Regions from separate parts of the Athene noctua genome. Here region 2 is linked to region 1. A link is a contact called in public Hi-C data. All regions are on one chromosome and are shown on one strand. The core of a region is the stretch at or near the end of the contact, and the rest is flanking DNA. Distances in the headings are between cores, read along the strand shown.

Region 1 (5,115 bases), core at 1,639-4,138:
AGAACAGACCAGACTGATTTATCTACATGAGCACTGGAGATATTTCTGACCCCAGTCCTTTCCTGCTGACCGAGAGAGGATGTGCAGGGAAGCCATGCAACAGGACAAGATCTTACCATTACTGGCTTCTCTAATAAAAAATTTAGAAGCATGAAGGTTGTGAGAAGGCAAGACCCCCCAGGCATCTCCCTCCTTCCATAGATGCTTCCCCAGGCACAGAAAGGCTTTTCCTGCTGCTCCCCTGAGCCAAGGCAACAGCACTTTTCCAGTAGTCCTCAAGACAGAGGGCAAGTCCAGCACAAGCCACTTGCCTTCACTGCCTTCCCGGTGAACAAGGAGCCTGTGGTGCTGCTCCGAAAGGTTCTGGTCTGGTTCAGCTGGATGAGGCCCTTATGGTACTGCAAGGCGATGCGGGCTGTCACACCCGAACCTGTCGGACTTCGGTCAACCTATATTCAGAAGAGAAGATGAACCAGCTCTAGCATTTTGGGTTTTAATAGAAAACAGTATTGCTCCCCTCATTTCTCTTTGCCACCTTCATATGTGCTTGGGGGAAACCCCTCTAGCCCAGGGTTTTGTATTGAATCCAGATACATTACTAATGAGAATAAAAAATAAGCAGGTTTGGGGTAGTTTTGGATTGCAATCAGCTTTGGCAAACTTGTAGGGGTGAGTGATCTAATGAATATTGAGGCTATTTAGGGAGCACTTGAAACCTTCCCAGCATCACAGCAAAAGGGCTGGGAGGGGCAGAGGCCACCTGCCCCATTCCCACGTGTCAAGGTAGGATCAGTTCTCCTTACACTGAGAGCTGCTGGACAGCCTGGTTTTTAAAACCTCCAAAACCACAGCGCTGGCCACCTTCCGAGGTGGTCTGTCCCAGTGCTCCACACTCCTCCCTGCTCGGAACTCCAACAAAAACTTCCCCTGCTATTTCTGTGATACCCTATCCAGTGCAGACAAGGACAGAAGTTTACACTCCCTCTTTTCTCTCTTGCTCTGTTCATCTCCCGCAACTGTTCCCTAAATTAGGACATGCACTATGTTGCAATCCTGCCTCAGCCCCTGAACTCTTGAGAAATTCCTACCTACAGGACATGGGTACGAGCCTTTATAAATGCCATCATTGAAGATGTGCAGTAGTCTTCCTGTCATTAGGAACTAAACCAGCATGTGTTAAGTGACATTCAGCTCTTCAGAGACATCACGTTAGCAAAAGCAATGATCACTGCCCAAACTGAGAAGAAGCAGAAGCCTCCCTTGTCTCTGCAGTGGATGTAGGACAGGAAAAGGTGATGCCTTGTGTGCCTGGGAAGAGCCCATTTCTATACCTGTTCATCTGCAAACACACAGATGTTGGTGGTGGGCTCCTCACTGAAGGCATCTTTCCCATCTGTCAGTATGGTGCCGTAGAGGAACGCCAGGTCTTCACTTTCAGGGTGATGAAGCTTGAACTGGGAACAGCACAGACAGGTTCACTAAGGCACGCAGCAGCTGGCCTGTCAGCAGTACATGCAGCACAGCTTCCTCAAGAGACCAGAGGAGGGGGACGAGGCCACACTGCTGCGTCTCCATCTCTGCTTCTCCAGCAACAGAGACAAGCGCAGCAGGAGGACAGCAAACTCCTCACATTCTTGTGAGGTTGGAGGACTCTGAAATTCAACACGAGGCTGGAAGGATAGGACTCCCTCCTATCCTGAGCGTCTGGGGGGAATAAAGGGCCTTGGTCTGGTGCAGTCACCCCGAAGGGAACACGCGGGGGTGCCGCAGCACTCTGCCGTACCTGTTTCTTCACCGCTTCTGTCACCGCGCTCGCCGCATTGACAAGGTCTCTGGTCTTCGAAGAGCACACATCAAGGCCCAGCTGCTCAGCGCTGAGGAAGGCGTAGAAAGTGCCGCCATAGCCGATGTCGACCACCACCTTCCCGTGACCCGGGACATCAATGGCCAAGTCTGGGCAGAGAAAGGGAGGGTGGTGAGGAGGGGGAACTGTGCTGAGCTATGGGCTCGCACACAGAGTGAAGGGACCCAGCCACGCGGGAGGGGAGGGTTAGCAACGATGACTCGAGTGCTCCTGTGCCAGAGCAGCTTGTGATGCCTTATGCCATCCCTGGTGGCCTCCGAAGAACATCAGAATCGGAGAAGGATTTGCCAGATACCCTCAGCCAGGCTGCCAGCCCCCAAGCCCAGCACGGCCACCACCAACCCCACCCCGGAGCCCAGCGCAGCGGGCCTGGTTCCCACCGGTGGCGGCAGCGAAGGCGGGCACGCTGTGGAAGCGGACGGGGTTGCCGCTGCGGTGGCCGTCCCAGGGCACGAAGGCGGTGACAGGCCCGCAGGGGCAGCGCAGGCGGACGGCGGTCTCGGGGCGGTCGGGAGCCGCCACCAGCCCGTAGTCGAGGGCGAAGCGGCCGAGGGCCAGGACGGCATGGCCGCACATGGCGCTGTAGCCGGCGCCGTGCAGGAAGAGCGCTGCCAGATGGGCGCCAGCGGCGGCCGCCCCGCCGCGCACCACCACCGCCCCGTACATGCCGTCGTGGCCCCGCGGTTCGTGCATCAGCGCCCGCCGCACATGGTCCTGCGTGGCCGCCATCTCCCGCCGCAGCGACAGCAGCGACAGCCCCCCCCCCGCCACCGCCTCCTCCGCCGCCTCCAGCCGCGGGATGATGCGCAGCGGCTCGCCGCCCGTGTGCATCTCCACCGTCCGCAGCACCAGCCCCGAGGGCGAGTGAGGCGGCAGCCGCAGCCCCGCGCCGCCGCCCGCCGCCGCCATCGCCCTCGCCCCGCGCAACCCCGCCCTCGGCCCCGCCCCGCCCCGATCGGCCCCGCCCCCGCCCGTCACCCGCGGGCAGCACCGCCCCGCCCCTCGGCCGTGGCCACGCCCCCGAGGATGCGGAAGTGTCGCGCGGAGGGCGCGCCGCGGGTCAGCGCCATGTTCCGCTCCGGTAGGACGGGCCGGGCCGGGCGGTACCGGGCTGGGGACGGGATGATGGGGGGCGGGGGTGTCAGCGGCTGGAGCTGGGCCGGCGGTGGCGCGCGGTGGCTGTGGGGGAGCCGCGGTGGTGCGAGGCGGGCCGGGCCGGAGCGCCGCGGTAACGTGCGCTGCGCTCTCCCCGCAGCTGTGGACATCCAGCCCGCCTGCCTCGGGCTGTACTGCGGCAGGACTGTGCTGTCGGTCAACGGCTCCGTGGAGACCTACGGGGACTGCGGGGTAAGTGCGGCGCGGGAGAGGCTGGGCCTGAGCAGGGGGGATGGCCCCGCTCCCCCCCCCCCGGGCTGAGCCCGGCGTCGGCAGCGCTGCCCGGACCGCTCCGGAGGCTGATGCGGATCCCGCTGTAGGCAGCACCGCGGCCCGCAGCCCGGCCCCGAGGTGCTTTGGGGATCAGGTGGAGAGGGGGGCTGCAGAGCGCGGACGGAGCTCCCTGTCCGGAAGCAGGAACTGGTTGATGAAACCTGCCCGAAGGAGGTGCTGAAGGCTCGGTGCTAAGCCGGAGCTGAGCGGAGGGGCTGCGAAAGCAGGAACAGAAGTGGATGGTGCTGAAATCGCTCTGCTCACTGATTTTATTGGAGTACTAAAGGAGAACAAGATCCAGGGAGGGTGGAATGAACAGGGAGCAAGAAACTCTGGGGGACAGAGATTATCAGTGGCCTGGTGAGTGAGCCTAGCAGTGAAAGGGACACGATGGTGTGACAGCAGGAGAGGAAAAGGGAGCCTTGGTTGAAGCCTTTTAAATCTGCTTCACCTTTTTTTATATTAAGAAGAAAGACCCAGAGAGAGCAAGGCCAGTGTAAGCTGATAAATTGCTGAGGTTAGTGTTTCATCTCTTTAAAAAACACATACATTTCTTGCCACTACTTCAAGCAGGATCTGTAGTGATTCATTCTGAATACTACTTCAAGCAGGAACTGTAGTGATTCGTTATAGTACTCAGATGCCTTGTAGATACAGTCTCTACTTTTTGTAGGTATGCCCTAGAGGTCAAAGAACTGATGACAACAAAATCTGCCGAGAATGTACGGGATCTCCAGACCGCTATGACTGGCTGTACCTTGGCTTCATGGCCATGCTTCCCCTGGTTTTACACTGGTTCTTTATTGAATGGTATTCAGGAAAAAAGAGGTTCGTATGCCCCTTCTTCAGATAAGTTATTTAAAAATGGAAGTCTCATATCCATCAGTGATCAATCTGAGATGCTGAATTGAACAGTCCAGTAGTTCACGCTGTTGGTTGAGCTGATACAGTTGCACATAAGCTCTGGGCAGCTGGAGGGGGGTGTTATTTACACATATAATAGTCTTGCAGGTTCTTGTCAGTTGCTGCCCTTAGGGCATGGTCTGTATCTCCTTAATGTGGTGGTGCCCAGTGCATCTGGCAATTGGGGCTGGATTGGGTTCTCCAGTAGCGGGCAGGAGTGTGTCATTCCCTCTCTCCTGGGGCAGACCTATCAGCTGCAGAGGCCCTGATGCAGTGAGAGAATGGGTTTGAGTTTTCTCTTTAGGAATATGTATAGTGGGGTTTGGTCCTGATAGCATAGCTGATGTAACTTTTATGTCAACACGGTGCATGAAGGAAGTTCTGTAAAAAAGGGGTTTAAAACTACAGCTGCATGTAGCCATTAGGTGCGAGAGTGAAAGTTTTAAGAAGTAATGACTTGAGTGTACTAAACACTGAAAACATAGGGGACTGAGAGAGTTTAGTATATTAATATATACTGTCTTTAACAAGCGCAGCTTTGAAAATTTTGCTTATATTATATGTAAGTGTGGTGTCTAATCCTCACTGACACTTTCTTTGAAGCTGCAACTGCTTGAGTGGTGTTGTCCCTCACCTGACAGGATGCTTATGCTACAGCAAGCTTTCGTTTAAGAAGCTGGAATGTTGTTCAGTCACATCTTACACATTAAATCATCTGAGGTTGTAAATGAGTTTTCACATTCAGCTTCAGATACATTTTGTTTGAGCAGCATTGTCCTGTCATTGGTCATGTGGAACTCAGTAGAAGATTCTCCACTGCAGTGGGCCTCCACTTCCCAGTTGGCATTTAAATTTTCAATAGTGTTTGCAAAATAGTAAATCTCTCTCTCTCCTTCCACAGTTCCAGCGCATTATTGCAG
Region 2 (4,753 bases), core at 809-3,308, 190 kb after region 1:
GAATGTGCCACAGCAGAAGGTGAAAGATAACACACTTGAAATTATTAACTCAGCTTTGGATAGGTTTGAAAATTTTTTGCATTAAAAGAGAAGCCTAGCAACTGCTGCCAGACATTTTTAAAATACTGTACATGAAAATATACATTTGAACAGCTTTATAAACCAACACAAGATTATCTAGCAGTAACATTAGCTACCTCTTAACGAGCTGAGTTAATGATTACCATTGTAATGCTGCCATGCCATGCATGTTTGCTGCAGTTGAAGAGATTAGGAATGTTACACACACAGATTTTAGGCTGCTAGAGCAGGTCACTCTGAGATAATTCAATCACCTAGAAAGGACTAAAAGTGTGGAACAATAATGCTGACTTTTACAAGAACTACTTTCTGGTAAGAGAGGAGTGCTTTCCAGTCAATCAGAACTCCCTATACACAAATTAGATCATTTGGCTTTCCTCACTGCCAATAATGAGTCATACTGCTTGATGCTCAGAAAGAAAAGCAGTTGCATTTGGCTACTAATAGTACCAATGAATATCTGAATTTGGATGCAATGTCCAGTTTCAGTGCTAATTCATTCAACTGCTGTTTAAAATATATTAAACAGATCACAAAATGGTATCAGTTGGCCTAGCTGCCTAAACTAATTCACTGAGAAGGTTGTGCCTAAGATTCGTTGTCAACGAGAAAGGAAAGGAGCACTTTGTTAAACAAGACCAGCTTTCTTACAGGATCTGGTGTAGAGAACAGAACATACTCCCCTTAAGCAGAATTACATAAAAATTTCTCTGGAGAAGGCTCAGAGCAGATGATTGTTTTTTTCCTTGAATTAGAAAGTGTGCACAGTCTTCAGAGCATTTTTAAATTTCAAATTGTTCCGTTATGTACTTTTTACGGTATGTTAATTCAGGAGAGCATATTTGGACCCACAGATTTACCCTGTTACTGACTTCTGCTAAAAGAAGCGAGATATATATATCTATATAATGTCTTTGGGCAAGTGAAATGTAGCACCTATGGACAGGGAAGTCTAAAACCAAACCAGAACCTCTTACACAATGTAGAAATAAACAGAAGCTGGTTGCCTTATGTGGACTTGGAGTGACATCCGGCGGTGTGAAATAGCAGTGCAAGTAACGAGTGACAGACATTCATCTGTCTTTGTGGAAATGCTTGAGAAAATTTCTCCCTCTCCATTAAAAATGTTACGAAATATTAATACAAAAACTTTAACAGAAATCTTAGCAATTTTCAATAGATTTAACCTCCTTACTCACAAATCAAACATCTTTGATGACATTTGTTTCAGCAAAGATCCAATTTTTTGCTGAGCAATCCTACCCCTGGAAAATGTTCAGCTGGTCTCACTGCATGAAAAAAAAAAAAAACAAACAAACCCAAACAAACCAGTGACTGAATTATAATTGTTCTTAAATTAATATCATTAATGCAGTGGAAATGGCTCAGTGCACACGGTCCTTTCGGTTTAAGAATGCCCTATTTTATCCCACAGTTACATTTCTAATTGATTTAAGCTAAGCCACGGTAAGCTTTTGTGCTGCCATGCGGCACAGCCAGTTGACGTTGTCCGCTGAAGATAAACTGCTGCACAGACGTGACTCCCTTCCTGACCAAGGGAGAAACTCTCTGACCCTTTTTTTTGACATGTCACAAACCAGTTTATCCGCTGCACTCTACCACCCCACGCATTAACAGAGCAAGAGGAAAAGTCACTGCAGCTTAAATTAAAGACGAGCACTAGGCCAGGTGCCCGGGATGGGAAGGTCTGCAGTGTGTTGCTGTCAAACCGCTGACCTAGCGCGGCAGAGGATCGCACGGACCCAGTTCCCGCCGCCCCACTTCACTGGGCGCACTGGTGCTGAGCCCTCCGCTCACTGAGGCAACTGCCATGGCCCGTACCCCGCCGCACGCGCCCTGTCCCTCCCCGCACACACGCCTCCGATTGGCTGCTGCTCTGCCCCACCCAGCCCGTGGGCGGGTCATTGCTTACGCACTCGCCTCCGGTTGGCTCTCAGCCCGCCGGCGGGCGGGGCGATGCGGTGTGCCCCACCCAGCCGGCGGCTCTCTGGGCCTGGGCGGGGGGTGGGTCAGTGGCCGCCCTGAGGGCTCGGCCCTGCCCGGCGCTGGGGCCTTCGCCAGGCCGCGGTGGGCAAACCCGTGGCAGTGCTCTGCGGGAATGTGCTATATGGAAACTGTTTGTGGAGGCAGTGATCTAGAAGGGATGCTGGCAGAGGCGTGTCCCTTCTAGGCCAGGTAGAACAACTCCCTGAGCTCCCCACCGGAGCCCAGGGGAGCAGGCATCCACCCAAATCTAATTCAGGTCTAATGTAATTTCCTTAGCTGTTGTAAATGGAAAAATTTATTCTTCGTTTCCTGTCCTAAATTACTCACTAGAGAGGCTGTGAGTTGTTAAGTACTGTGGCAGAAATTCAAAAGCAGCATGGATGCGGTGTGTTAAGTTTGTGCGTACTGTGGTTAATAAACCATGTAAGTGCTTTCAAAAAAAAATCTGTAACAATCATTTTCTTATTACTAATAAGTGTTTGATAACTAAAGAATAATTGCAGCAGCTGTGTGATTACTTAAAACATTGTAGCAGAGGTTTTATACTCTCAATTATATTCTGATATATTTTCACCAACATGCAGAGGGGCTTTTCTTGAGGTTTTTGGTGAATTACGAGCTCTGGTTCTTTTTTATGGCATCTTTATGCTTTGTGCAAATACAATTTCCTGAGTCCAATACAAGGATAAGGGGGCACAATTCCTCACCCTTCCTTATGAAGGTGGGTCAGAATAGCTTGTACTATACTAATTTCTGCACCTTTAGAATCTAAAAAACTTAATTTAAAAAGTAATAAAGTATTCCAGGCATTTTTAGCTTTTTTCTCTTGCAATATCCATTCTGACTTCATTAGAAATAACAGATTCTGGAATTCAATCTGTTAGGAATTTAGATCTTCTTTCCAAACTTCTTGGAAATTCAGTGACTTTCAAATTATGTGAGTGGCTACACAGCTGATAATATTACTGTACTTTTTCTAAGAAGAGAATAAGAAATAATAGTCACTGCAGAGAACTCAAAAGGTGATGCAGCTGATAACCAAACCCAGAACCTTGTAGAAATAATTATGGAGCTGCTAAGTTATTAATTTGGGTTTGATCTTATTTATTTATTTGTTTGTTTGTTTGTTTGTTTTCTCTCAGTACGCCTATAAATATCAATGCCCTTGCTAGAATATACAATTATTTTTGCTTCTCTAGAGATACCATCTGTAGGTAGGTTTCCATTCTGGAATGCCCCAAAGGTGGTGTAGGTCATGCATTAATAACAGTTTGTTGTGATCTGAATGTTTCAGAACCATGGGAAACATGTTAGCAGTTAGGATGCAGAAAGGAGAATCTCTCAAGAGAGTATCTTCAGAGTAAATGACTTTTAAGGTACAGCTCTCTCTATTGTCTCTGTTCCTTCTGAAATGCCCTGCAGAAATATTTGTATACAGAAAGATAAATAAGCTTGTTATATAAATTTCATCGAAATAAATCTCGCAGTTTTGATGTGGTCCTGCATTTTTGTAGACTGGATCATTGTGAGCAGAATTGGGTGATTAACTGTGGAAATTTTGTCTACTATGAACTGGTTAGAGTTTTTAAATGGTGTCCCACACCAATTTAACACACCTTGATTTAGGTGTCTACAGGCAGTTGTCTAGATAGGCATTTCCTTTCTAGGCTGCCATTACAGTCAGTGGAAATCAAGGACAGGGTTCAGCTCCGTAGATGCATCTGTCTAGTGCCACTTTACTTGCCTCCAGGTATCTTAGACACCACACATATCTAGGAGGATATTTAGAAAACTGTACCTACTGGAACAGCTGCTGCAAGATACTTCAAGGTCTCTGAAATTGCAACAGAACTCTGAATTCCATCTTTAGTCAAGGGAACCTATAGAATAAGTCAATTTAGTGTAGCATAAACACGGTCATCTGAATGGCTTTTCAGGATCCTTTGGCTATATTGGTTAAATCTCTTGACTAAGATGAGAACTTAAGCAAGAGGCACACATGGATACGTATGCTTTGTGTCTTAAATCTCAAACTGAATCTCACCATGAAATTCCATGTAAACTTTTTATTTTTTTCCTGGCCAAAAGCTTGTATTATACTTACTTGATACATCCAATCTAGAAGTGGAAAACTGCAAGACTGATAAAGCTTACACCATTTATGCTTATACATATATATGTATGTATAGGTATGTGTGTATATTTATACACATACATACACTAGCTTGTAGTTAAAGTTATGGATTTCCAGTTTTTGATATCCATTAAAATTAGCAGAATTTAAAATATATTTTGTCTTAAATTGAAGATGCATTCTGAGGTGTGATATGAAGCATTCGTGTAATACTTTGTAAATGTGCTTTGGGAGCAGAAATAAGCTACTTAACCACTATTCACTGAACATGGCCAACATTGCAAACACTTTTCACTACAGAGGAGGTTTTAAAAGACACAACTGATGTTAAGCAGCTATCTCTAATTTACTGTAATAGCAGTAAGACATTCTGCTTCATAATGTATGTCTTACAGCATGGACTTAAAGAGAATCACAGTTGCATTTAATTTCCAGTACGCATGTAACGGATTGTTTTATGAGAATATTGATCAAGAGGGATAAAAACAACATCACTGGGGATGTTTTTCTCAGGTTATCCCAGAATTGTAA

The links. A called contact is a pair of places that touch in the nucleus more often than the background predicts.
Region 2: a Hi-C map of heart shows a contact between it and region 1, with 5 times the contacts expected there. The contact joins the promoter of LRRC9 here to the promoter of JKAMP in region 1. A contact is called at or near these places in 2 of 2 Hi-C or Micro-C datasets (heart and liver).

Annotation. Positions count from the first base shown.
Region 1 is chr6:43,486,526-43,491,640 of bAthNoc1.hap1.1, forward strand. It overlaps JKAMP (JNK1/MAPK8 associated membrane protein), which reads left to right and starts at 2,889. Exons shown (of 7, transcript XM_074908802.1): 1 at 2,889-2,945; 2 at 3,120-3,211; 3 at 3,966-4,120; 4 at 5,097-5,115. The coding sequence starts at 2,891. L3HYPDH (trans-L-3-hydroxyproline dehydratase) reads right to left here and starts at 3,129. Exons shown (of 6, transcript XM_074908799.1): 1 at 3,047-3,129; 2 at 2,245-2,741; 3 at 1,784-1,953; 4 at 1,332-1,454; 5 at 308-449. The coding sequence starts at 3,129.
Region 2 is chr6:43,677,908-43,682,660 of bAthNoc1.hap1.1, forward strand. LRRC9 (leucine rich repeat containing 9) reads left to right here and starts at 2,059. Exons shown (of 42, transcript XM_074909185.1): 1 at 2,059-2,106; 2 at 3,090-3,114; 3 at 3,117-3,167; 4 at 4,641-4,700; 5 at 4,703-4,753. The coding sequence starts at 2,059.